2 separate regions of the Sus scrofa genome follow, and region 2 is linked to region 1. A link is a contact called in public HiChIP or PLAC-seq data. All regions are on one chromosome and are shown on one strand. The core of a region is the stretch at or near the end of the contact, and the rest is flanking DNA. Distances in the headings are between cores, read along the strand shown.

Evidence for each region. HiChIP or PLAC-seq counts read pairs in DNA pulled down with a chosen protein or histone mark.
Region 2: an H3K27ac HiChIP or PLAC-seq map of skeletal muscle shows a contact between it and region 1, with 4 times the contacts expected there. The contact joins two enhancer-like sites. A contact is called at or near these places in 22 of 47 Hi-C or Micro-C datasets (alveolar macrophages, blood, brain and 11 more) and 1 of 2 datasets of contacts at active chromatin or transcription factors (skeletal muscle).

What each region holds. Positions count from the first base shown.
Region 1 is chr10:32,294,741-32,297,440 of Sscrofa11.1, reverse strand. It overlaps DNAI1 (dynein intermediate chain 1, axonemal), which reads left to right. Exons shown (of 20, transcript XM_021064678.1): 11 at 217-334; 12 at 552-595. It overlaps LOC110255674 (a long non-coding RNA gene), which reads right to left. Exons shown (of 3, transcript XR_002336316.1): 2 at 2,490-2,700; 3 at 1-1,119. Among named protein-coding and RNA genes, the nearest start is that of ENHO, 23 kb to the right of the region's middle. Within about 2 kb of position 1,405, at least 36 of the 83 cell types and tissues checked have an H3K27ac peak or open chromatin away from gene starts, as enhancers often do. A contact at or near this core is called in skeletal muscle, where this site is marked.
Region 2 is chr10:32,368,996-32,371,695 of Sscrofa11.1, reverse strand. The region is part of intron 1 of FAM219A (protein FAM219A); the gene reads right to left. Among named protein-coding and RNA genes, the nearest start is that of FAM219A, 15 kb to the right of the region's middle. Within about 2 kb of position 1,310, at least 3 of the 83 cell types and tissues checked have an H3K27ac peak or open chromatin away from gene starts, as enhancers often do. A contact at or near this core is called in skeletal muscle, where this site is marked.

The DNA of each region.
Region 1 (2,700 bases), core at 156-2,655:
GATGACAGTAACAACGATGTTATAGAGAGCTTACTGTGTGCCAGGGATTTTTCTAAGTACTTTACATATATTAGCAATTCATCCTCACACCTGTCCTTTGAGATAGGTACTATTACTATTCCCGCTCTAAAATATAAAGAGGTTAATTGTTTGGGCCAAGGAGGTCCACACAGAAAGTGGCAGTCCCAGGGCTGACTCAGCCTGTGTGTGTTTAAGATTTTAAGTACTACGAGGATGTTGCTGATGAATACCGGGACCAGGAGGGTACGCTGCTGCCTCTCTGGAAGTTCCAAAATGACAAAGCCAAGCGGCTGGCCGTCACCGCCCTCTGCTGGTGAGTACAGACATTGCAAAAAACCTAGAGTCCCTGAGCACCTGCTGGCCCTTGAAGGACCCCCAGCTTGTTGGAAAAAAATGAAACTGGGACTCTTAGGGGATCATCATAGGTCTCTAAGCTCAACAGTAGATGTATGCAGCGTGGTTAAGGCACCAGTGTTCACGGGAGAGCCATGTCCATTTCCTGAGCCAATGGGTTCTTATTTCCTTTGCAGGAATCCAAAGTATAATGATCTGTTTGCAGTGGGATATGGCTCCTGTAAGTAATCTGGCTATTTGTTCCTTTGCCCACTCAACTAGCAAACACCAAGTACCTACTCAGTGCAGAGCTCTAGGCCAGATGTGAAAGATACAAAGATGCCTAAGATCTAGTCACTGCCCTCAGGGTGCTCCCAGTCTAATGGAAAAGACCCACCATCCTACTGGCAATTAGTGCTGGGTGAAGGGCTATGCCAAAACGAGCCTCAAAGGAATTATTGTGGCAGAGAAAGAGAGGGCAGAGGACTTCCTGCATAGGGAGCAGCATATGCAACGGCCAGTGGGAGGCATGAGAGACACAGGAGGAAATGAAGCTGAGGAGGGGGGCGGGCAAGAAGTTGGGCCTCTCTCCCGAGGGGAAACCACTGAAGGGATTCAAGAAGCACTGGGACCCAACCACTGCTGCGGTGGGGTGGGGGGACTGGTGAGACATCCCAAGGAGAGACGAAAAGGATCTGAGCCACCAGCATGGCGCGGGGCTGGAGCAGTGGGTTTGAGAAGCCGAGAAGGTAGACTGGACCCGACCTGGGGAGGAAAGGACGGGGCTGAAGGGTAGAGTTTCCCCAGCAGGCCGGGCTGGAGGCGGTGTTGGTGCTCATCACTGCCCCTGAACCCCAGGAGGCCACCGCCCTGGGATGTTCCCTCCCGCCAGTTACCCTCCCCCCACAGCAGGGGGCAGCACTGTGGAGACCTTGGGGCAGTTGGCTTTCCTTCTGTTCCCCGGTCGCCCGCAGAAGCCCCTGCCTCCGCACTGGCCTGGACGTTCCCGCTTCCTAACGGGAGAGGGCCTCATGCTTCGCGGTAGCTGCCGCTCCGCAGGCTAACGGCGTGTTTTCTGGCTGGGAGGCTTAGCTTCTGCGAGCCGCAGAGCCTTCCCCTTCTCCAAGCTGCTGCTGCTGGCTGGCAGGCGCATGGGCTCCTGGTCTCTGCCCCCTCAGGCCGCCTGTCCGCCCAGCCCATTCTTTGAGCGGAGGTGGGGGAAGGAAGGGGGGGGCGCGGAGGAGCTGGTGTTTGTCATTCCTCTCAGGGAGGAGCCCTTGGAGCTGCTCCCAGTCCCGTGGTCAGGGCTGCCTTTGAGGATGCCCTAAATGCCCGCTTTGTGTCCCCACTCCCGAGGATGGGCTGCTGCCAAGTGGGGAGCACCCGCCCCCGCTGGCAGGGAGCACGAACATTCCTCCCCCCTCTGCTGCAGCTACTGGGCCTGGAACAGGGCCGGGACCAAGCAGGCCCTCCCAGGAGTGGGTGTGGAGCCCTCTATGAGGCTGCTCTCCGCCCAGGCTCTCTGCCCAGGACCGAGCATGGGGGAGGGGGCTCCCCAGCAGGTGGGAGGAGAAACCGCTTCAGCTCTAGCCTCACCCAGGGCCAGAAGGGGGGCTCAGCCAGTTGGGGGGTCATGTAGAGATTGCCCATGGGGGCAGGCTTAGCCCTAAGCAGCAGAGAAGACCAACCCCTCCCCCCCCCCAGGAATTGATGGCTGTGAGCCGGGCAAGCCCAGCAGCCTCCTTTGGGCAGGCAGGCACCAGGGAAGGGCCCTTTGTCCTTTGTTGGCCACATCCACGTGCCTGGGTGGCACCACTATGGGTTGCAGACCTTCCGGCTAGGGAGGTCACTTCCCAGTGGTGTGACCTGGGGCCAGAAGCTGCTGAGACCCTGTTTTTTTTTTTTTTTTTTTTTCTTTGCCCTGGTGACAGAGAGGCTGATGCCCATCGGCCCTCCATCTCAGGGCTGTTAGGAGACACGTGCCCTGTAAGCTGTAGGAATCACCCACACATAAAGCACAACCATTGACGATTTGTCTGTCATTCTGTCTCCTAGCTTTCCTGCCGGACCTTCAGGTGGCCTGAGCAGAGAGAGGGGGCTGTGGGGACAGAGAGGAACTCAGACGAGGCCCCTACCTTTTCTTAGAGAGTGGGGCCAGTGGTGGCACCAGCATCGGCTGCCACTGGCACGGGAGCTGTTGACCAGCTTTGCAATGGGCGTCTCTTCTCCAGAGCCTTGCGCATCTCAGCACCACGCTGCAGGGTCCCGGATAGAGCCAGGGTGCACTGGAACTCACAAGGCCCTTGCATTCACTCCAGAGGTCGCCTCTGGGAGTCCCATGCCCTT
Region 2 (2,700 bases), core at 61-2,560, 74 kb before region 1:
TCAGACCAACTCCTCTCATGGGGGCTTCCTTAGACAACCTGTCTGCTGTAGCTCAGCCCTGGCAAATGAAGGATGTGAAACAGGTTCCATCAGGAACAGGGAGGCCGATGGATGATAGAACATATTTTGCTGACTGGTTCCCTTGGTGCCAATGTTTTCCTTTTTTTTTTTTTTTTTTTTTGTCTTTTTGCCTTTTCTAGGGCCACTCCTGCAGCATATGGAGGTTCCCAGGCTAGGGGTCTAATCAGAGCTGTAGCCACCGGCCTACGCCAGAGCCACAGCAACGCAGGATCCGAGCTGGGTCTGCAACCTGCACCACAGCTCATGGCAACACCGGATCGTTAACCCACTGAGCAAGGGCAGGGATCGAACCCGCAACCTCATGGTTCCTAGTTGGATTTGTTAACCACTGCGCCACGACAGGAACTCCTGTTTTCCTTTTTTGTTGTCTGTCCTTTTGGGGCCACACCTGCGGCATATGGAAGTTCCCAGGCTAGGGGTCGAATTGGAGCTGTAGCTGCCAGCCGCAGCCACAGGAATGTCAGAGCGGAGCCATGTCTGAAACCTACACCACAGCTCATGGCAATGCCGGATCCTTAACCCAAGGAGTGAGGCCAGGGATCGAACCTGCGTCCTAATGGATGCTAGTCAGATTCGTTTTCACTGAGCCATAATGGAACTCCAGTGTCATTGTTTTCAACCTTGAATATCATCCCCCAACTTGGTCTCCCTCCCCGACTGCATGTGATTTTCCCTCCTCTTCTCCAAACTACTTACTAGCCACCACCACTTCCCCACATCAATATCCCCACTCGGCCTTTCCCTAATCTTATGACCTCCTCTGGGCCAGGGCTGGAAGCAGCGGCCCACTGAGAGCAGAGAGGACTTTCTGGAAGCTGAAATCCTCATGGAACCCCTTAGGGATTTGTAGGAGGCCCCAGTGGAGGCCCCTCTCACCAGCTGCTGTGATTTATAGGCCAATAGACTGCTGGCTTTCCCACCAGAGGCAGTCCTGCCCCTGAACAGAGCAGCTTGTAGCATTTGGTTTCTGTGGTAAAAAGAATGTGAACCCCATGCCTGACACACAGAGAACAGGACATCCAGGCTGGCACTTTCCCCTCCCTCCAGGAGCCCCAGATACTTGTTTTCATCTCCAGGAGGATGTGTGCAAGTCATCCAATGGTGGAAGGTTCAGGTAGGAGTTCATCATCAGCAGAGCTAAGTTTTTGGCTCACTAAGTATTACACATCACAGAGCTATTCATAGCTTTTCCAGCCTCACAACAAAGTGGGCTGCCAAATCCTCTGCTTTGCTACCAATGGGAGGGCGGCTGGGTTGGCTCTCCTGTGTTCTCCCATGGCTTCCACTCCTGAAAATGGACCTCATGCTGCAAAGGGAGAGGATGGAGAAAGGCTGGTTTGCAGGGATTCGGGATTCAGACTGCCCACGCAGCTGGGAGTCCCCACCCACTGGGGAGCATGAAGCAAGTCACTCCTTGTCAGAGATTCAAGCTCCTTCTCATCTTGTATCAGGGCTCAAATGTCACTTTCTTTTTCTTTCTTTCTTTCTTTATTTTTTTGCTTTTTAGGGCTGCAAGTGTGGCATATGGAAGCTCCCAGGCTAGGGGTCCAACTGGAGCTGCAGCCACTAACCTGCACCACAGCCACAGCAACGCTGGATCCGAGCCTCATCTGTGACCTACACCACAGCTCATGGCGATACCAGGTCCTTAACCCACTGAGCGAGGTCAGGGATTGAACCCGCATCCTCACAGATACTAGTGGGGTTCTTAACCTGCTAAGCCACAATGGGAATCCCTCAAATGTTACTCTCATAGGAGCTTTGCCTGACATCCTCAGTCTAATATGGAAGGCTTTAGTATTCTCTCATGCCACCTTGTTCTTGTCTTTTCCAGCACCTGTCGTAGTTTGTCACTGTAATTTTATGTGTGCATTTTATTTGTTGAGTATCTGTCTCTCCCACTAGATTGCCAGTTCATAAAGGCAGGGACCATGTTTGCCTTTATTTGTCCTATTATCCCTTGTGACTGGTACAGTGTCTTGCAAGTAGCAGATGCGCAAAAGATATATATATATATATATATATATTTGTTTTTTTGCCTTTTCTAGGGCCGCTCCCTCGGCATATGGAGGTTCAGCAACACGGGATCCAAGCTGCATCTGCGATCTACACCACAACTCATGGCAACGCCAGATCCTTAACCCACTGAGCGAGGCCAGGGATTGAACCCGCAACCTCATGGTTCCTAGTCAGATTTGTTAACCACTGTGCCACGATGGGAACTCCTCAAAAGATATTTTTTGAATAATAAATGAGTGCTCCAATCTAACTATCCCCTGCATCTCCCACAATTCCCCACAAGTACCTCCTACTCTGATAACTCCCACCCAGTTGTCTCCCTCTGGGTCTCTCCTGCTCTGCTCCCTAGAATCACCTCCCAACTCCTCCCTACTCTTACTCGTGTTTAAAGGAAGGAGCTGTAGTTTTCTATAGTTCTGCTTCATGCGAGCAGGTTTCTTCTCGGCCAGACTGGGAGCTCTGGGGAGCCAAGGAGTTAAAAGGGGAGTTGGGATGATAGAATTCACAACACAATGCATCAAAGTGGACACTCCAAATCAGCACATCATATGTGTCAAGTTACATGCTAGAGGTCATAGAGGCTTTGGGCATTGGTTGAAA